7 separate regions of the Mus musculus genome follow, and regions 1, 2, 3, 4, 5 and 6 are each linked to region 7. The links are chromatin contacts, called in public HiChIP or PLAC-seq, Micro-C, capture Hi-C and promoter capture Hi-C maps. All regions are on one chromosome and are shown on one strand. The core of a region is the stretch at or near the end of the contact, and the rest is flanking DNA. Distances in the headings are between cores, read along the strand shown. Region 1 holds the start of Chst14 (carbohydrate sulfotransferase 14). Region 2 holds the start of Knstrn (kinetochore-localized astrin/SPAG5 binding). Region 3 has its middle 12 kb from the start of Gm39914. Region 4 holds the start of Disp2 (dispatched RND tramsporter family member 2). Region 5 overlaps Gm39913 (a long non-coding RNA gene). Region 6 holds the start of Ccdc9b (coiled-coil domain containing 9B). Region 7 holds the start of Srp14 (signal recognition particle 14).

Evidence for each region. Promoter capture Hi-C pulls out the DNA fragments that hold promoters and counts their contacts. Hi-C and Micro-C count contacts between places; a contact is called where the count stands out from the background. HiChIP or PLAC-seq counts read pairs in DNA pulled down with a chosen protein or histone mark. Capture Hi-C pulls out chosen DNA fragments and counts their contacts.
Region 1: a contact with region 7 is called in a promoter capture Hi-C map of the HPC-7 cell line. The contact joins the promoter of Chst14 here to the promoter of Srp14 in region 7. A contact is called at or near these places in 4 of 39 promoter capture datasets (the C10 cell line, the HPC-7 cell line, liver and 1 more) and 3 of 115 datasets of contacts at active chromatin or transcription factors (embryonic stem cells, fibro-adipogenic progenitors and large pre-B cells).
Region 2: a contact with region 7 is called in a Micro-C map of embryonic stem cells, with 2.3 times the contacts expected there. The contact joins the promoter of Knstrn here to the promoter of Srp14 in region 7. A contact is called at or near these places in 4 of 39 promoter capture datasets (cranial neural crest, erythroid cells, hippocampal neurons and 1 more), 5 of 484 Hi-C or Micro-C datasets (B cells, CD4 T cells, CD8 T cells and 2 more), 4 of 115 datasets of contacts at active chromatin or transcription factors (bone marrow-derived macrophages, embryonic basal ganglia, embryonic stem cells and 1 more) and 3 of 9 other capture datasets (adipose tissue, liver and macrophages).
Region 3: a contact with region 7 is called in a FOXA1 HiChIP or PLAC-seq map of pancreatic cancer cells. The contact joins the enhancer-like site here to the promoter of Srp14 in region 7. A contact is called at or near these places in 2 of 39 promoter capture datasets (embryonic stem cells and pre-B cells), 3 of 484 Hi-C or Micro-C datasets (the G1E-ER4 cell line, bone marrow-derived dendritic cells and embryonic stem cells), 8 of 115 datasets of contacts at active chromatin or transcription factors (astrocytes, bone marrow-derived macrophages, embryonic forebrain and 5 more) and 3 of 9 other capture datasets (adipose tissue, liver and macrophages).
Region 4: a promoter capture Hi-C map of the HPC-7 cell line shows a contact between it and region 7. The contact joins the promoter of Disp2 here to the promoter of Srp14 in region 7. A contact is called at or near these places in 7 of 39 promoter capture datasets (the 3T3-L1 cell line, the HPC-7 cell line, hippocampal neurons and 4 more), 5 of 115 datasets of contacts at active chromatin or transcription factors (bone marrow-derived macrophages, craniofacial prominence, embryonic stem cells and 1 more) and 4 of 9 other capture datasets (adipose tissue, liver, macrophages and 1 more).
Region 5: a contact with region 7 is called in a FOXA1 HiChIP or PLAC-seq map of pancreatic cancer cells. The contact joins the enhancer-like site here to the promoter of Srp14 in region 7. A contact is called at or near these places in 8 of 39 promoter capture datasets (the C10 cell line, the HPC-7 cell line, cranial neural crest and 4 more), 1 of 484 Hi-C or Micro-C datasets (B cells), 4 of 115 datasets of contacts at active chromatin or transcription factors (double positive thymocytes, embryonic stem cells, extraembryonic endoderm stem cells and 1 more) and 3 of 9 other capture datasets (liver, macrophages and pancreatic islet).
Region 6: a capture Hi-C map of macrophages shows a contact between it and region 7, with 5 times the contacts expected there. The contact joins the promoter of Ccdc9b here to the promoter of Srp14 in region 7. A contact is called at or near these places in 12 of 39 promoter capture datasets (the 3T3-L1 cell line, the C10 cell line, HPC-7-derived erythroid cells and 7 more), 1 of 15 datasets of contacts at CTCF or cohesin (CD8 T cells), 46 of 484 Hi-C or Micro-C datasets (B cells, the Ba/F3 cell line, CD4 T cells and 22 more), 16 of 115 datasets of contacts at active chromatin or transcription factors (the SCID.adh cell line, T-cell acute lymphoblastic leukemia, bone marrow-derived macrophages and 7 more) and 4 of 9 other capture datasets (adipose tissue, embryonic stem cells, liver and 1 more).

The regions. Positions count from the first base shown.
Region 1 is chr2:118,925,180-118,927,879 of GRCm38.p6, forward strand. Chst14 (carbohydrate sulfotransferase 14) reads left to right here and starts at 1,318. Exons shown (of 1, transcript NM_028117.3): 1 at 1,318-2,700. The coding sequence starts at 1,473. The coding sequence ends at 2,603.
Region 2 is chr2:118,812,674-118,815,373 of GRCm38.p6, forward strand. Knstrn (kinetochore-localized astrin/SPAG5 binding) reads left to right here and starts at 1,330. Exons shown (of 9, transcript NM_026412.3): 1 at 1,330-1,636; 2 at 1,728-1,819. The coding sequence starts at 1,428.
Region 3 is chr2:118,975,049-118,977,748 of GRCm38.p6, forward strand. No RefSeq gene overlaps it. Among named protein-coding and RNA genes, the nearest start is that of Gm39914, 12 kb to the right of the region's middle. Within about 2 kb of position 1,438, at least 150 of the 459 cell types and tissues checked have an H3K27ac peak or open chromatin away from gene starts, as enhancers often do. A contact at or near this core is called in the G1E-ER4 cell line, bone marrow-derived macrophages, liver and 3 more, where this site is marked.
Region 4 is chr2:118,778,378-118,781,077 of GRCm38.p6, forward strand. It overlaps Disp2 (dispatched RND tramsporter family member 2), which reads left to right and starts at 1,342. Exons shown (of 8, transcript NM_170593.3): 1 at 1,342-1,567.
Region 5 is chr2:118,840,651-118,843,350 of GRCm38.p6, forward strand. The region is part of intron 1 of Gm39913 (a long non-coding RNA gene); the gene reads right to left. Among named protein-coding and RNA genes, the nearest start is that of Gm39913, 20 kb to the right of the region's middle. Within about 2 kb of position 1,296, at least 38 of the 459 cell types and tissues checked have an H3K27ac peak or open chromatin away from gene starts, as enhancers often do. A contact at or near this core is called in pancreatic cancer cells, where this site is marked.
Region 6 is chr2:118,761,223-118,763,922 of GRCm38.p6, forward strand. It overlaps Ccdc9b (coiled-coil domain containing 9B), which reads right to left and starts at 1,439. Exons shown (of 11, transcript NM_001001982.2): 1 at 1,284-1,439; 2 at 423-536; 3 at 67-174. The coding sequence starts at 1,430.
Region 7 is chr2:118,478,334-118,481,033 of GRCm38.p6, forward strand. It overlaps Srp14 (signal recognition particle 14), which reads right to left and starts at 1,363. Exons shown (of 5, transcript NM_009273.4): 1 at 1,258-1,363; 2 at 1,045-1,117; 3 at 588-700. The coding sequence starts at 1,281.

The sequences.
Region 1 (2,700 bases), core at 68-2,567, 450 kb after region 7:
GGCAATCCCACCACCAGAAATCTATACACTGCCTAGAAAGGGACAGCAGTGTAGTGAAGGGTCAGAAGTGGCCTGAGATGCACCCAGCATCCAACTTTAAAGCCACTGAACCTCCCAGTTCAGACATTTACCCCATGTTTTCTGTGTGGCTCTCTGAACAACAACAACACACACACACACACACACACACACACACACGTCACTTTATCCCTCAGACCCCCTCATCTGCCTAATCAGCTTCATAGTCTCACCATTCCCACCCAGTCCTTTCATCATCCTCTGGGCATAACCTGTACCAAAGTCAATTCTTCGTCCTCCCATCTAATGTGCTGTCATGACTAGGAATTGGGTCTGAAAGTCAGCCTTGGCTAGCCAGTGAAACCCATACCTAAACAACAACAACAACAAAACCTTCAGTCACAGCTACCCCAGAGTCCATACAATGTGAACAGCCACAGAATCTACTGTCAAGTGGCTGATGACTATAGGAAATAGTTAAAAACAAACAACAACAACAACAACAAAAAAACGTGATTTGTTCCCCAGTTCTGTTGTCTTAAGCCTTGTTGGGGCCCCACACGAAGTCAAGCTGTAGTGCTTAGGGACTAGTTGTATGCTGCTGTTCAAAGTACTCTGACCAATCTGTTGCCACTGGGTACATCTTGGCTCCAAGCAAAGAGGCCTTTCTGTGGTTGCTGCGTTGTACTTGTAGGTTGTCCTGAAGTATATATTGGCCATACGTGGTCCCGAGGTACTTGTCCATAGCCTCCGACCAGAGTGTCCCAGTTAGCCTACTGCTTCAGACTTGGCAGGGGAGATTCCTTTTACAGACAGATCAGCATTGCTCAGTAGATAAGCACTAGTCCCTAGGAATTACTAAAGCAAAATGTCACCATGGAGACATTAGCCAGAGCTTGACAGAGTGGCCCTGCCCTGGGCTGGGACTGGTACAAGCGGCTAAGGACCATGCTTCCGGTCAGGACAGATCTCCTTTATGTCTAGACCGACTGAGTGGTGGGTTGTCCTGCATTCAGGTCACAGCTGGAGGGACAGCGGTTCCAGAGCAGTTTAAAGCAGGATGGAGGGTGCAAATCTTAAATGGAGCACCAAGAGGACACGTGTTAAAGAGACACGGGATCTCAGTAGCTCCTGCTTTCCAGGTCTCATTTTGTCTGGAGTGGCCCAGGCTCATGAGTTCTCTCCCGGGCTAGGGTCCGCCTGCGGCCTCCCGCAACTAGCTCCTAGGACTCGGGCACCCGCCCCTCTCCCCGCCCCACAACGTGGGCCCGCCCTCGCGCCTGTATCAGGGAGGGGCGGGGAGAGAAGAGCGGCCGGGCGGGACATCCGGCCCTGGTCCCTGCCTGCACCCCGGGAGCTGGCCACCCACTATCCCTCCCCTCCCGAGACCTCCAGCCCCTGCTGCAGTCACCTCCCCTGCAGCCTCGAGGTCGGCGAGGTCTGGCCGCAGCACCATGTTTCCCCGCCCTCTGACCCCACTGGCTGCCCCGAAAAGCGCGGAGACCCTGGGCCGCACGCCAAGGCGGGCCCCATTGGGCCGGGCCCGGGCTGGGCTCGGGGGGCCGCCCCTGCTGCTGCCGTCCATGCTGATGTTCGCTGTAATCGTGGCCTCCAGCGGACTGCTGCTCATGATCGAGCGAGGCATCCTATCGGAGATGAAACCCCTTCCCCTGCACCCTCCCAGCCACAAAGGCGCGGCCTGGAGCGGGACAGATCCTAAGCCTAGAGGCCTATCCTTGGATGCTGGGGACTCGGACTTGCAAGTGAGGGAGGACATCCGAAACCGGACCTTGAGGGCCGTGTGCGGACAACCAGGCATGCCCCGGGACCCCTGGGACTTGCCGGTGGGACAGCGGCGCACCCTGCTGCGCCACATTCTCGTAAGTGACCGCTACCGCTTCCTCTACTGCTATGTCCCCAAAGTGGCCTGCTCTAACTGGAAACGTGTGCTGAAGGTGCTGGCTGGCATCCTGAACAACGTGGATGTCCGCCTCAAGATGGACCACCGCAGTGACTTGGTGTTTCTGGCAGACCTGCGGCCTGAGGAGATTCGCTACCGTCTGCAGCACTACTTCAAGTTCCTGTTTGTGCGAGACCCCTTGGAACGCCTCCTGTCTGCTTACCGTAACAAGTTTGGAGAGATCCGAGAGTACCAGCAGCGATATGGGGCCGAAATTGTCAGGCGCTACAGGGCTGGAGCTGGCCCCAGCCCTGCAGGGGACGATGTCACCTTCCCAGAGTTCCTGAGATACCTGGTGGATGAGGATCCTGAACATATGAATGAGCATTGGATGCCTGTGTACCACCTGTGCCAACCATGTGCTGTGCACTACGACTTCGTGGGTTCCTATGAGAGGCTGGAGGCTGATGCCAACCAGGTGCTGGAGTGGGTGCGGGCCCCACCCCATGTCCGGTTCCCAGCTCGCCAGGCCTGGTACCGGCCAGCCAGCCCAGAAAGTCTGCATTACCACTTGTGCAATGTTCCACGGGCCCTGCTTCAAGATGTGCTACCTAAGTATATCCTGGACTTCTCCCTCTTTGCTTACCCACTGCCCAATGTCACCAAGGAAGCCTGTCACCAATGACAGTAGGCCAGCACCTTTTGGAGTTTGGGTTTAATGATATCAGCTTTGGGATGTCTTTCAGAGAAACTCCTGGCTCTGGGTGGCTTCCTGGTTTCTC
Region 2 (2,700 bases), core at 80-2,579, 330 kb after region 7:
AAAGGAGAGAGAAAAAGGAGAGAGGGGAGAAGAGGCAGAGGATAGGATAGAGAAAGGAGAGAGAAAAAGGAGAGAGGAGAGAGAAGATAGGATAGAGAAAGGGGGACGGGAGAGAGAGAGAGCAAGTTAACTGTCATTGGTTACTGTGTGGGTTCTTTCACCCTCTCCACCCTTTCAACCCCCTAACACTAGATAGGAGAGAATAAAAGAAAGAGGAGAAAGGACATTATCTTTAGACCACTTCCTGCTGCTTAGGGGCATTGAGTTCCTTGGGGGCAAGTTTGATCTTCACTGTCAGGGTATGTAATTTCTTCTTGTTCTTTCTTCTTTGCACATGACTACTTAACAAAGTGTGACCAACCATAACCAACAGCAAGCAACCAACAACCCACACCATTTCTCAGGGCCCTAGCATTTATATACCCTCTAAAAAGTTCCCAAAGTCCAAACATAACACCATCGCACTCTGATAGAGCACAAGGCACATCATAGTCAGTTGCTGTGAACTGTCTGAAGCAGCCCCATATCCCACACCAGGGATTAAAACAAAACCACATTTTCATAAAAGAAATCAAAATGCCAAAATTGTCACCATGGGGGGGGGGAGATCCATTTCTACCTTAAAACTTAACACTTCTCATTGTTCCTGAGATTAACAACTCCTTATCTTTCCTGAATCAAACACACCTAAATCTTATTATTTAAATAAGGTTTTGCTGTTCTGTAGCTCCTACTGGCCTGGAATGTAGCCTAGGCTAACCTTAAAGACAGGGCAATTCTCCCGTGGCAGCCTCCTGAGTGCTAGAATCACCACTGTGGACCACTAGGACCTCAGTCTTTCCGATTTATACTGGTTCTTTGCTTTTCTCTCTTATAGCATCTTTGTTTTCCCTTCATTATCTTCCCATGGATGGTAAATGTGTGTTTGCAGTTGTCTGTTTAGTGTGTTTTCTGGATTATAAGCTCCAAGAGGGCAGAGCTAAAGTCAGCCCTTCTATATACTCCCCTTACCCCATCACCCTCTTAAATGTCCAGCACCAGGCTGCTGCTCCTTTTGTATTTGTGTTTTCAACGTGACGACTGAAAATCTGCCTTGTTTTGTATGAGTAACTTTAATTTGTAATTAAATCTGCATGCGGGTTTTTAAGCACATTAGCTATTTCAGCCCACTGGTGTCCTTCAAGTAGGCTCTCCTGCTCTTCACCTGGTAGTTTCTATTCAGGCCACCTGTATTCCTGGCAGGATCCTTAGCAATCAAAGACCAAATAAAGAGGATTGTGACTTGACGCTAGGCGAGTTCACGTGTCTGCCTTCTGGCTGGAATGTGACAGCTTGGCTCAATAGCTCCATTCAAGCCAGCCCAGTGAGTCCCTGGCCCAGCCTCGACCAGCAGGCTGGAGCAACTCTGCTCGAACCTTCCGTACAGCATGGCGGCTCCCGAGGCCGAGGCACAAGAGACAGCCTTCCGTACAACAGGGCCGCCTACAGACTCGGAGCCGCGCCCCTTCCCTCCCAGCTCCCGGAAGTTTCCTTTTGAAAGCGCGGCGGCAGACTCTAACGAGGACTGGGCAGTTGCTGCGGAGCATTATTTGAAAGGGAGCGGAGAGAACGGCGGATGGGAGCAGCCGGCACCGGGGTTAAGCTCTGCGGGATGTGTGCGGGTGGAAGGACGGGCGGGCTGGCGTGGCGGGGCTCTGGCGCTGCTAATATCCGTCTTGCACTTTCAGGGTCCAGCCAAGCCACCCGGCTACGATGGCCAGTGCTAAGACGGTGTGCGATGCGCAGCCTCACTCGATGCCGAGCTGCGGCTTGCCCGCAGGTGGGTGTCCACACCTCCACCAGCCGGGGGGTCTGTAGTCTATATGCTAGGACTAAGAAGGACGAAATCTGTATGTCGGGGCGGCGTCCGGTTAGCTCTGACATCCTCCTGCTCCTCACCCCAACTAGGCTGTGTAAGAGAGTCCCTGTTCCTATTTCTGACCCAGCCCCCTTTTGCGATTACCAAGGTTATGCAGCGCTATGCAGCCCAGGCTAGCTTGGGGCACACAGAGATCCTGCCTCTGCCTCCTGAGTGCTTAAAGGCTTGTGTCACCATGCTCAGTGCTTGGCCTCCCTTTTTTCCTTTTTTTTTCTCCCCCCCGCTCCAGCCCTTCCCTCCCGCCCGCCTTTTTTAAAAGCTAGGTTTCACTCTGTAGCCCTGTGTAACGTTAGCTTTCAGCAACATTCCCACTTCCGCTCCGAAATGCTGAAATTACAGGCCCACTGCCACCACACTTGCCTCTCTAGAACCCCTTTTTTTTTTTAATTGTGTGCATGTGGTGCAGGGGGGGCTTGTGCATATGAGCTTAGGTGCCCATCGAGAGTCAGAGCCTTGATCCCCTAGACCTGGAGTTACAGGCGGTTGTGAGCCACCTTATATTGGTGCAGGGAACCAAACTCCAGTCCTCTGGAAGAGTAATTTTCCCTTTTAACCTCTGAGTCATCTCTTTAACCCTAGAAATTGCTTTTAATGCAGTTATCCTTTTTATTTCCAGGTAAAGATTGGTTGTCTTAAGATTGGGGAGAAAACTCCAGGGTTCCTTGTTCACATTAGCAGGTGCACAGTGGCTCTCCCGAGCAGACCATCAATATATGTTGAGTGGAATGAGAGAGATGAGCCCGGCCCAGACAGAGTTACTGAGAACCTTGAGAGGAGAGAGA
Region 3 (2,700 bases), core at 188-2,687, 500 kb after region 7:
ATGGTACTTGTAATCCCAGCCATGAGTGGATTCCCCGGATTGACTGGCCAACCAGTCTAGTTAAAATGGTAAGATCCAGGTTCAGGAAGAGACCCCCCATCTCAGAAAATAAGGCAAGGCTGATGAGATGTCTCAATGGGCATAGGTTATTGCCACCAGCCTGAGAACTCAAGTTTGATGCACAGGACCTACATGTCAGGAGAGAATGACTCCCACAAGTTGTCCTCTGGCTCCTACAGGTGTGAATCTGTACAGACACGTGGAAACGCAAACAAATAAAATTGTTTGCAAAGAATTGCAAATTGAAAAAAAAATCAAGATGGAGAGCGATAAAGGAAGACACCTGCATTGGCTTCTGGCCTGCGCATGCACTCGAGGATGCCTAGCCATCTCCTCCTACAGAAAGAAAGAGAAAGACGGTGGAGGTGGGGTGTTGTTGACTAACTGCAGGGAATGCTGAGCAGGTTGCCTGGAGTAAGCAAGTGTGCGTGCCAGTGAGCAATTTAGGAGATGCAAGCCCCCCCCCTCCTCTCTGCACAAACGGGTGAAGATGTGGCAAAGTCTCTTGGAAGGGCGTGGGGGTGCGGTTCAAGTAGGCATGATTCAGACGCTGCTCAAATAAAGGGGCCGTAAGAAACAGCCAAACAGGCAAAAAGAAAGAACTTTCTGGACGAATGAAGGGCTGTGCCCCCTGCCCTATGCGTACATGTCCTTTCTTTGCTTTCCTCTAGAAGCCTTCAATAAAATCCACGTGCTCTACGAAAGCGCTGTGTAAGTGGATTTCTAGGGAGGAGTGGGAGAGTTACCAAGCCCTGCCTTGAAGGGTACAGTCAGGAAAGTCAGGTTGCAAACAACACCCATGACTGCCTTATCCTGAATGTGTCTGGCACAGTCCTAGATTCGGGTTTTGTGTTTAATGAGTGACAGATTTTTTAGGTGGCGCTTCGTGTCTACGTGTTCTGGCAAAGGAATCTGCTTGGCCCCTGCACAAGTGTTTGTGTAACGACAAAAGGGTCTTGGCTCTTGTGTGGTGGGGATGTGGTTATAGTGGGCTCCCCGGCACACGTGTTTGTATAACGACAACGGGGTTTTGCATCTTCTGGTGGGCGTTTGTGTGGTGGGGGTGCGGTTATAATGTGTTCCAATTCTTCCTCCCTACAGACCGGAAAATCTCCCTCGTTTGGACGCAAATTATTCTCTGCCGCTCTCCACTTAGCTTCACGCCGGTGGAAGGCGCCCAGCGAGCAGCGAGTAGCTGTTCCGCCCCTCGGGGACCTCATCACTCCCTCCGGTGGCTTCTCGCCCACACCGAGCCTCTAGGGAGCTACCCTAGTGGGCCCATGGTTCAGCGAGTGACAGGACCTTCTCTTTCCGCCCCACCCGGTATTGACTCGGGGCATCCCTTGAGCGCCCCCTGCTCGTGACTCCGGCACTTGCTGCAGTTCCCAGCCCTCGCGAGCCGCGGAGCGCCCGGCCACGCATCCCCGGCCGGGTCAGGATCAAGGTCTTAGTCCTGCTGCCGTGCGGCTCCCTGGGGCTGGGACCGAGGGAACGTGCGGGTCGCGCAAGCGTGAACTTGGGGCAGCCGATGCCGGTGCCAGCACCGCCGCCGGCGAGGCGGAGACGGAGCGCTGGGTGAACCCGGTGCTGATACAGTGCAGGCCGCGGCTGTGCAGCCCCCCCGGTCTGCACTGCGCCAGCCATGCGCGAGCCTGAGATCAGCCTCATTAGAACAGCGTTTTAGATCGAATTTTCGGGTGGCTCTTTGGAGGCCGCCAGTCTTGGCACAGGAGGGTAGGAAAGCAGGCTCGCTCTGGTATGTGGTGCAGCGATAGAGGAATTTTTGACCACTGCGCTAACAACCTCGCCTGCTCCCCGAACTTATGTTTTGAGGACAAACATGACAAACTGTGACATCGCCCAAATGCTTTGTATTTATCTACACAGAGCTGACATTTTCATACCTATAATTGATCTGATCCTCTGTTTATTTTGAGATAGAGTCTCAAACTCTGGATCCTAAAGCTTCCACCGGAACTCAGGGATTACAGGCATACACCACCCAGCTTCCTGATTCTAGCTGCTTCTTCTCCTCTCCCTTCTCCTCCTCTTCCTGTCGCCATTGTCTTCCTCCCGTGTCCCACTCTTCCCCAGACCCTCCATCAGCCTCAATACTGACCCCTGGCAATTTAGGCTAACACAACTCCATCAGCTGTGACCCAAGTATTCAACTCACATTTCTGCTCCCATTTGGTTCCCAGTCTTCCCGTTCTAGGCTATTTCTGGCTGTCTGTTATATGGCCCTCTCATTAATTCCTGTCCTTTAGGTGTCCTAAACGCTGTCCTCGCTGTGCCTGACTCAGGCCCAACCTTCCCTAAGATCTAGATTCACCATCTCAGTTCAGAGCACGGTTTCTAGATGGGGCCTGATGAAGTTTGTGTAGCAGACTAGTGCTCTCAGAACCCTCCCTGGAATCTCTAGGCTTGGAAGGATCCTCTTCCTGCCCAACAGGTCCCCCAGGACAAAGTCGGATTTCTTATTCTTCTCCCCAAGGGATTTGAGCTCTGTTTCTCGAGCTCTTCTACTTTGGGAGGTCCTGTGTCCTCCTAGGATGGGCCACACAACCTTTATTGCCAGGAAGGATGATTCCTACCTTATTCTTCCTGTTGGTCTGTCCAGAGATTCTGCTAGGTTTTTCA
Region 4 (2,700 bases), core at 92-2,591, 300 kb after region 7:
CCTTCTTTTGTTACAGTCTCCTAAATCCCACTCCAGGTGAAGCATGCTCTGCCTGTCTTTCATGCCTTCACATTTCCAAAACCTCCCCAGCCAGCCGCAGCTCCACTGTCTCCAGGAAGCTTGCTTTAAAGCTATTCGAAAGAAATGTCTCTCTTTGTACCCTGCCCTTTCTCTGCCACAAATTGTAGATCAGAGGTGCTATCAACCATCTCCTAGGTCTAGCCACACCCTGGCCTCCTGGCACTGATTTAAGGCTGCCTTTATCTCTGCAGCCAACTGTAAGTCACTCAAGGCACTTACTTCTAAACCTCCAGATCCACTCAGCCCGGGCTCTAGAACCCGTGCCTGCCTAGACCAGCACTTGGACACAATTAAGGGATATCTTTAAGCCAAATCTCTTGAGTCTGACTCTCCTCAGCCCATTGCTTCTAGCTTGTCACCTCCATGCACAGCACAGCCAGGCCCAAAACAGCCTGCTTGTTGTGAAGTTTTTTTGTTTTTTTTTTTTTTTGTTTTTGTTTTGTTTTTGTTTTTTTGTTTTTTGTTTTTTGTTTTTTGTTTTTTCTTTTGCCTAACCAAATCTACCAAGGACTCCTCTACACTGAGGCTTCTCCTACTTCTGGTATTCACTATAATTCAACTACAGTTCTCTAGCCAGGCCTGCCCTTCCGACCAACACCTCAATTCCTTCACAGCTAGTCCCTCGTCGGGGCTGGCAAGTGCTCCGAAGTGGGTGGCTATCAGGTCTCTCTGTAGGTGGAGAGTGGTGGTAACTGCATGAAAGGGGCTGGGCATCCCTCCTCCTCTCACTCCCCCTATCCCTTGTTGCGCACTTAAAAGATTCGAGAAGAGGCTTTAATGTAGGAAGAGGCCGCAGGCTCAGAGCCAGGTCCAAAATGGGAGGAGTGACCCAACTCGAGCAGATACCCATCTCTCCCTCGGGAGGACAGAACACTGAGAGAAGCCTAGAGAAATAAGGGTATTTATGAGACCCAACCTCTCTGCTTCCCTGCGTTACAAAGTGTGGATGCCTGGGGTTCAAGTTGGGAGGATTTTACCCGGGTTGTTCCTTTTTAGTTTCTTGTAAAAAGTACAAGGCGTCCAGGAGGGACGGTCTGGCCATATTACTAAGGACAATGATGAGAGCTGGTCAGGGTAGAGAGGCCTGTACTGCAGCCTACAACCTTCGTGACAACGAACCCCCAGCCCCCCATGCTGCGGCTCTGCCGCAGCTCGTGTCCCTGTCTCCCCTCCATCCTTCCTGCCCTCTGTCCATTGGCGGATTTCTCTTCGGCCCCGCCCAGCGACTGGCCTCTGGAGCTGACGCATGCGCAAGATCCCACCGCTGCCGCTGCTTCAGCACCAGAGCCCGGACAGCGGCGCCGCCCACGGGCATGGACGGTGGTAGCAGCCCCAGCTGCTGCAGCGATCTTCTCTTTGCCAGTTTCTGAACCGCAAGCAGCGGCCTGAGGGGAATACATTAGCCCCAGAAGGCAGCTGCCGGAACAAGTAGGAAGAACCCCTCCGTAGATCCTGCTGGAAGATCTTCTCAGTAAGCCTGCATCAGGTATCCTAAATAGCCGCCGCCACATATCACCTCATCCATTCCCCAGCTCTCTTCTGAAAGCCTTTTCCCGAGGCGAGTATGATTGTACACCTTCATTTTGCCTGGCTAGTTCATCCTCTCTCATCGACACTTGATAATACCAGTTCTCGTTGCTTTCACCTCCTGGGGGACCTGCCCCACCCACTGTTCTCTCCTTTCCCCTAAGGCCGCAGATGTCCATTTCCTTAGCTTCTAGAGCTTCCCCAACTCCCTGAGGCCTTGCCTCTGCGTCTTTGCAAAAGGCCTCAGGACCGCAGCTATGTCGGTCTGCATGTCAGTGAGCAAAGGGGTGTGCATGTACAACGGGGGGAAAAAAGGCTGGCCAAAGCAGGTATCCTAGGGAGAGAAGGCGACATTTGGGATCTACACCACGGGCTGACTGTCTGTCCATCACCATCAGTTCCTTGTCTGCCCACTGCCATCGGTTGCTCTGCTGCCCAGCAAATCGTTGTTTGTTTTCCCTGCATGGCCTCCTGCTTGTGTACACACTGGCTTTAGCCTCCGTGTATGGCAAAAACTAGACTGAAGCCATGACCGCTGAAGGAGCCTGGGGGGGGGGGTGGAAGAGAAAAAAAAAAACCACCTTCCCACTGAGCGCCCATTCCCAGAACTGGGTACCCTTCATTTTTCTGACTTCATCAGACGTGTGGTGGAACAGTCTGGCCAGGTAGCAATATGGCGCCATTTGTGTGTCCTGCCTGACTCTGCCGCCCCCAGAATCTCTCTTCAGACATGACACTTCATCTCTTTCCTGCCTGGACTGAAATAAAAGGCATTTTTAAGAGGCAAAAGGCAGTTGCAGACACCTTATCTCAGATTATCGGATTTAAATTGTACATTCTGTTTCTCAGAAGCAGGAGAAAGCCCCACAGGTGGAAGCAAATGTTTTCTCCCTCTTTTATTAAATTATTACCCTGAGAGAGATAAAATCTTATTCAAGAGGGCAAATCACAGTATGGGTATATTCTCCAGACCAGAGCACAGGCCAGGGACTCTGCTTGGAGCCACAACCTGACCAAAAGAAGGTGGGACTGGGGCTGGGGGTAGGGGTTGCAGCTCAGTGATAAAGCATTTTTTTCTAGCATTGGCAAAGC
Region 5 (2,700 bases), core at 46-2,545, 360 kb after region 7:
TGACAACTTAACAATATAATGTGTACTACACATGTAATTGCAGACCTGAAGAAGATAGTTGATAGCTACCTTTTCTGAAGGGCCAATGCAACCAACCAGCTGCCAGTAACACTCTGAGACTGCGAGCCAGTCCTCTGTTAAATGCTTTCCTTTGTGAGTTGCCCTGCGAATGGTGTCTCCTCACAGCAACAGAACAGTAACTAAGACGGTCCCCTAGACTGTCAGTGACCCAGACCTTAAAATAGAAACATCTGATGTTTTTCTGCACTCAAATATAGCCTGAATTTAGATTGGAGGATGGAAAAAGTAGCCTCAGAGGGAAACATTGAATACAGCATTGTCTTTTTATATAGGTCAGAACACTCATGTATTAAAATCTTCGGGCTGCCCACTTCCACTTGTAAACACATGCCAGCTCTATATACAGGCTTGCAAACAGTTGGTCTGGTTGCCATGTACTCGTGACCTTATAAAATTTAAAGCTCTCAACGGGTTGAAGTGGCAGAGGGAATGCCATTTTGTCTTCCACTCTGTGTCTACTCAGGCACTTTTCAATCCCTAACCCCTGAACACTCACATCCACTTTCACAGCACACTGGGGCTTTCTATGATCCTGGCCCAGATACACACACACACACACACACACACACACACACACACACACACACACGGACTGGGAAGGAGAAAGCTCCCCAAGGGACAACCTCGCCTCATAACCATCATGAGGCAGCATGGACAAAGTGAGACGAGAAGAGTTCCATGCTGGCTCAGCAGAAATAACGTTGCTTAGTGCTGAGATGGCTCTGCTCAAGTGGGGAAAGAAGGCAACAAAATGCTCTAGAAAGGTTGGGCTCTCAGCTCTGACCAACATGGAGGGCACGGCATGAGGGCCTCATCCCAAGGGGACCAGGAAGTTGCTCTTCTGAATGGAAGCATGAAGTGGAAATTTCTGGTTTCTTTGGAAACTCAGTTGTGTATCCTTACAGCAACTGCTGAGATTTACAGCTTGTTTGTCTTGTTGTTTTTCTTTCAAACTGTAATAAACTGTCCTTGAACTTCTATTATTATTTATTATTATTATTATTATTATTATTATTATTATTATTATTATTATTATCAGCAGCTTCTGGAAGCTGTCTTGTGAGAGGACATGTGATACTTTGACTGGGCAGACACTTGAGAGAGGTGTGATGTTTGGAAAGAGTCTAAGTAGAACCCCATAAACAGTGGGAGGTCGCTCTTGCATTCTATGTTCGCTGGTCTTCACTTCATAGGCAGAAATATGTCAAAGAACATTCCAGCTGCTTCTGGCTGCTTCTGCTGACTCATGCTGACTCATGCTGATTTGTGGTTTCTGCTGGATTGAGCCACAGCTACTGATTCATGTTTGGTGTTTGCTATTGGACTGGACTGCTGGTATCCTGACAACAAAGAGTGTAGTCGCCCCAAAGAACTACTTCTAAACGGGTCCACAACCATCTTTTCCTATTAACCTTCTTTCCTTACCTCCAGTTGGTGGGCTAGAAGGGTGGTTGAAGTATTCTAGAACCTAAACAAAGTAGGTTTCAAAAAATCTAAGCCTATAGGAGCACCACACAAGAGACACACAGTTTTAAATAGGTGTTAACTATGTTTGACAGTGTTCGCTATTTCTACTGAGCTAACATGGAGTCCACCAGAAGGCACTTGCCTAAGGTCCTGGAAGATGGTTGCCTGCTGAGTTCTCTCAAGAACTTCTTTATGGTCCTTCATGATCACCACATCCTACTTGGGAAATTAGAGTCCCTTTGGGGTTCTTGTTAATAATAATAGGGAAGGAAGGAAGTTCAAGGACAGCTTATTACAGTTTGAAAGAAAAACAACAAGACAAGCTGTAAATCTCAGCAGTTGCTGTAAGGAGGGAGGGAATGGAGAAAACCACAGCTTTTTTTAGTTAGGAGCCAAGAAAGGTAGCGTGTTCAGCAGAAAAGGTCCACAAGCAGATTTCCTTGCGGGGAGGAGGTGCATGTTCAGAGAAAGAGTAAGTAAGCTCAGAAGGAAAGAATATACAAGCTTTTGGTCAGTATCTGAAAGAAGAAGGTGAAGAAAAGGCCCTGTAATGACCACAGTCTCACTAAGGTGTAATTATTCCTCTCATCTCCTTAGTGTGTCTTTAGTTGAGTCAGACTTCTACAGACAGCTGTGAGCTTCCACGTGAGCTCTGAGAATGGACCAGAGCAGCCTATACTCTTAGCTGCTATGCTATCCTTCCAGCCTCTCCTATGGCTTTTAAAATGTCCAAGTGGGTTCCCTATGGTGTGCTTTTCTGCTAGGTGGCTCTAGTGTCTTCTGTGGCAGGATGCTGTCCCTGAGAAGCAGCTCGCACCTCTAAAGGAATGAGAGGTGGCCAAGTATAGATGACAGTGGCCCAAGAACACAGATTTAGTTTGTGCCAAGTGACACTTTAAGTATGGAAGGAATTATAGGGCTCTGTGCCATCACTCCAGGCAGCTCAAGGAGGTTCCTTTAATCAGATAAAACTGAACCATTAGCTTTGACACAGAAAGGAATTTCAGAACGAGTTGGCATGAAGCAGAGTTGGAGTTTATTAAAGACTAATATATATATATATATATATTTTTTTTTTTTTTTTAAGAAATGGGGTTAAGAGAAAGAGAGGCACTCCAGGAAAAAGACACAAAGATTGGCATAGGAGTGGGC
Region 6 (2,700 bases), core at 189-2,688, 280 kb after region 7:
GGATAGTGTTAACACCCCAGGCATGGTCCAGGCCTCAACCCTGCCTGTCTCCAAGGTGAGACTTACACCGGGAACCTGGCTGATGGTGACCGTGAGGCTGTCGGGTTGGAGGAGCCCTGGAGTGGTCACAGCCATGCCCCCCTGCTCCGCCTGCCGACGATCTTCCTCGATCTCCTGTGGGAGGGCCTGAAGTCAGCAAGGCCATGGCCCCCCAGGCTCACAGACACACAGACACTGACAGGCCTACACAGAAAAACACCAATGGGACACCAGGGGGCAGAGGCACCACATCACCAGTGCCCAAGACTTTGATGGGGGCATGGGCTAAGGCCCTCAGAGAGAACCCACTGTGTAAACAGCCTTTTGAAGGTAGCCAGGGACCCCAGCCACAGGAGTCCTCTCAGCCGACACAACACACTCACCTGGTACCTTCGTAGTAAGGCCTGGTTCTTCTTGCGCAAGGCAACTATCCTACGGTCCAGCTCGGCATCTTTTTCCTCATGCCGGCGCATTGTGGACTCGGCTTTGTGGGGCCCCTGTAGAAGGCATGGAACCCAATACAAGGAACGGATTTTAGCCCCAAGCTACAGCACCCAGGGTGAAAGAGGTTTCTTAGGAAGATGGTCTACAGAGGGCCAAACCCCACCCCAGTGAGGCCTGTCTGCCAGTTTGCCTACTGAGGGCTCAGGTCAGGGTTTCATACCCAGGGCCTCGGCTCCCAGCAGCAGGCTGCCCCTCCCCCTGGCTCCCCAGGGGGTTCTGCTGTGAGCACAGTCTGGAATGAGAGTTAAAAATGGCTCTGGCAGCCGAACCTGCCGTGACTGGGAAGCTGCCAGGGGATTCAGGAGGTCGAGGGGGGACACTTTGCCTCCCAAATCTAGAACCACACACACAGAGACAGGCTTTAGCTTGGTTCTGGCCTCCCAGGCACCGGACCCCACTCCCTAAGCCTGTGCCCAGTCCGAAGGAGAGAGCAGCTCCCACGGGCTCCGCGAGCCCTCCAGGTCTGAGCTGCTGACTGATGGGGCAGGAGAACAGCAGGCCCAGCTGGGAGCAACTCTGGGCCGAGCCATGCCTCTGCATCAAGATCTGCGGTTCTTCTCTGTCTGGCTGTGGGGTCTATGTTTTGCTCAGCGCCTTGCCCGGCCCACCACCTGCCTCCTCGTGGCTCTCTTTCTCCCAGGCCCAGCTGCCACCAGCTGTCCCCAGAATGTGGCTGCTTCGTAGCTTAGCTCCCTCCCATCCTCTAGAAGCCCCCCTGCCAAAGAGGAGGTGCCACTCACGGCCAAATGCATGGAAATACCAGGCGCTGAGAGAATTTCAAAACAGCTCCCGGGAGCCAGAGCTGGAGGGAAGCTGGAGCCACCAGAGCCGGCCCTGTCGGCCTCTCCCTGCCGGCTTCTGCTTCGCTGCTCAGCACAAGAGATCATGTTGTGATTACAAAAGAGCGCTCTGGGCTCCCAGCCAGGAACGCCTAGCCGCCACCCCCACCCTTCCACTCGCAGAGGGCGAGGACCGGGGCACCAGCAGCCGGCTGGTCTTGTCTAGCACATATCCCTGCCCTGCCTCAGTGTCCTCGCACAGGAGATCTAGGCACGAAGGGCCCACTTTCACCTGTGATCCTGAGCCCCAGTAAGACCCGCCCGCCTGTGTGTGCCCACAAATGGGATAGCTGGGTCTTCATCCCTCCCACTAGGAGAAAAAGGCAAGAGATGCAGGTTCCACACGATGGCTGACGGCCCTCCCTCGGGGCGTTTCTCTGCTTTCCTGCTGGCTGTCCAGTCAGCGCATTTAAGTCGTTAGATAAGAGTGAGAAACCTCCTCCCCAAGGCCATCTCACACCACCACAGACCCAAAATGCCACTCTCCCCCATTTGGTTTCTGAGCTGGAATGTGCTTTTCTCTGTACTCCAAGCATGGCCACTCCTGGAGGCCTAACTCTCTGGGTCTCCAGACCCCTACCATGCTAAAAGGAGCCTTTCTATGGGGTCCTTAACCCAGCAGAAGCTGGGAACAGTTAGCAGCCCTCTTCCCTTGGGATCCTCTCACAGAGCCCTTTCATCCTGACACTCCCAGGATAACATTTGCAGACTCTCAGATCCCAAGAAAGGACACAGACTCCTTCCCCAAGTAAGTATCTTCACACAGCCGAGGCCAGTCTCTGCCCAGGGGTGCCTAGGTCAGCTTCAGTTCTTATGTGGTCCTGACTTCCAGGCCTTGACATGAGTGTCACAAACTCTGGCATCCCCTATGTCCCTGACTGACCAGGCCTCAGATATTTCCCCTCACCATAATCTACCCCCACCCCGGTCTCTAGCCACCATGCTAAGGCCCTTTGCTGTCCAGGCTCTCGCCCCTGGCCCCACACCCCCATCTCTGCAGCTCCTGAGTTCCCATCCTGCTTGCAAATGCCACTGTGTACCCTCCTCCCTTCCTGCCGGATGTTCCCACTGAGTCAGACTCTTGTCTACTTTCCCAGCAACAGTGACGCACCCGAGCTCCTAGATCTCTCTCTCTCTCTGTCTCCCTCTCCGCTTTTGTCTACACACACATACACACACACACACACACACACACACACACACACACACACACACACACGTACAAGCACACACTTCCTCCACCTTCTCTGCACCCTGCCTCACAAATACTGCTGAGGTCAGCCTTATCCCAGAAACCTCCAGAAGTCCCAAGCTTCCC
Region 7 (2,700 bases), core at 113-2,612:
CCTACAAAAACAGGAACTGTGAAGGTGGTGCACACCTAGGATTCCACCACGTTGGAGACAGAGGCGACCTAAGGAACCTCAGTTACCCGAGACCTTATCCCAACCAAACAACCCACCCCCTCCACCAAAAAGAAGCAGAAGTAGATCCTGATCCCACAACAGCCTGGGAGTGACAGGCCAAAATGACAGGGAAGGGGGACCCGGACCTAATCCTGACATGCCCCTCCTCCCTCGGGGTGGGGGTGAGGCTCAACCCAGAGCGATGACTTAGCGGGATGAAGACCCTGGCTTGGGTCACATCTCCAACTTCACAAAAACCATCACTGTCATCTGTCTCAGTTGATGAGACACTCCTGTGACACCAGCACGGGCTGAAGCGCCTGGTGTGAGCTTCCTAAATCACAAGTTCAAAGTCAGCCTGAGTAGACTGCAAGACACTATTTTAATTTTTTTTAAATGTGTTCCCCTAGCTAGCACTGAGATAGGTTGCTCCTGTACCTTGGCTACTTGAGAGAAAACTGACTTTTTCTGAGTCGGCCAGGCCAACTCAAAAGAAAGCAGAGCCTTAAGAAAGGCCTCCAGCTCACCACGGTGCTGATCTTCCTTTTCCCATCCGTGGCTCTCAACAGACACTTGTTTTCTGCGGGCTCGAGGCCCTCCACAGAACTCTTCCTCGGGATAGGTTTGGTGCGACCGTCATCTGTGTTTAAGAAAAAAAAAAGTCCACCCAGGTAAACACCACCACAGGCGTTGCTTCTGGGTCCAAAGTGATGATCGTAAGGAAGGGTCCGCCATCACTCAGGATACAGCCAAAACTAGGAGCAACGACTCGCTCGATAAACACTGGGACCCCGAGGCATATTCTTCCTCACTAACGGAGCGGGGGCCGGGCTGCCTGACAACGGGCGTCGGACACACTTGGGGCCCCACTGTCACGGTGAGTGGGTGGCCGGCGCCGCACCGGCCACGAGCCCCGGAGGTGGCCGGTGCGGACAGGCCGGGGGCCGGGCTGTCCCCTCCCAGGCGGCCCCGGAGATTGCTTACATTTCTTGAGGGTGATGAACACGCTGCCCGACGAGCGGCACTTCTGGAAGAGCCTGGTCAGCTCCGTCAGGAACTGCAACACAACACGCCCCGTTAGGCAGCCTCCGCTCCTCGCCCCGCCGCCTCACGGCCCCGGCCCGCCCGCAAAGGGAGAACCGCGACCCGAGCTGACCCCACTCGCTCGAGTCCCGGGCCCTCCGGGGCCGCCGGTACCTGCTCGCTCTCGAGCAACACCATCCTGGGCTCCGCAGGTCCGACGCCGTCAGCAGAAGCCTCCAGCGGTTACAGCCGGAAAACTCGCTCGCGCTGGGCGGGACTTCCGCTTTAGTTGCACGTCTTCCGTCAATCCTCGCTTCGCTCGGGTTGCCTTGCGCCTGCGCGCTCGGCGCCTCCTCCCGCGTCTATCCAGGATGAGGAGTGACGCTTGCTTTCGGTGGTTGGACTGCGTTGTCAAGCTACACCGTAGGCTGTAGGAGGGAATGAGAGCAAAAGAAAGACTGGATAGACATATGCAAGTCACCCAAGAGTCCACTGACTCACTTTCCCCATTTTTTACACAATGATCTGGTTTCTCAGAACTTGCTGATGAAGATGAAGATGTGAGGTGTTTTTATAGATGCATTGTTTACATTTAGGAATAAGTGGCCAAGGAGCTCCAAGTTAAACTCAAAGCCGAAAGCTAAAACAGCAGAGTTCGCTGTTTCAGTATCTTTGTTTGAGGTATCTTTAGACAAAGAGTACTTGCTCTGAAGGCACTGTTGATCTATCTCATCGGCAGTGCTGAAGTCAGCAGGAAGCACAGGCTAGACCCCAGAAAAAGGTGCTTTTTTTTTTGTTTTGTTTTTTTTTTTTTGTTTCCAGGGTCCATAGTTTTTTCTTTCTATCCTACTTCAGAGGGTGGGAAAATATGTGAAAGTGATTGGAGAAGGAGCCGGGGATCACACGGGGCCTTTGCCACCGTTAGCAGGGCCCATAGCCACAGAAGGCTCAGATGTTGTTCCTGGTAGAAAGAGGGGAGTGGGGAGGGAGTGGCTCATCGGTGGAGTGTGAGTATCTGGATTTAAGATGTTTAAAAATCTTAAATTCAGACAAGAATGATGGCCCATGACTTTAATCTCAGCACTCAGGAGGCAGAGACAGGCAGAGGATCTCTGAGTTCAAGGCCAGCCTAAAGTGGAAACTTCTGGTTTCTTTGGTAAATCGGTTATATCAAAGAACATTTCGCTGAAGCAGACACAGGTAAAAGGATGTTTAGAAAGAATGAGAGATGAAGGATTCTTCGATAACAACATGCATGCATTGGTTCACCTTACATTGAGTAGCTGAGCTCCGTTTGTCATGACCCCATAGAGAGAAATGCACACACACACACACACACACACACACACAAAAACTTCTGGTGATATGCTGCAGTTTCTTGCCACTTCCTCGGACTCCAGCCAATTGGCAGAGTGATGTCAGCTGATACAGACTCATGGAGTTTTGCTAAGTCAGACTGAGGCAAGACCCTTAGAGGACACGTGATGTTTGGAGGGAGTATAAATAGGACTCAATGGACAGTGATGGGGGCTTGCATAGTTAGTTTTGGAGTGCTTCTCGGTCTTGCGTCTTCAATGATCTTCACGTCATTCAGAGAGACATGGCAGAGAACTTCTC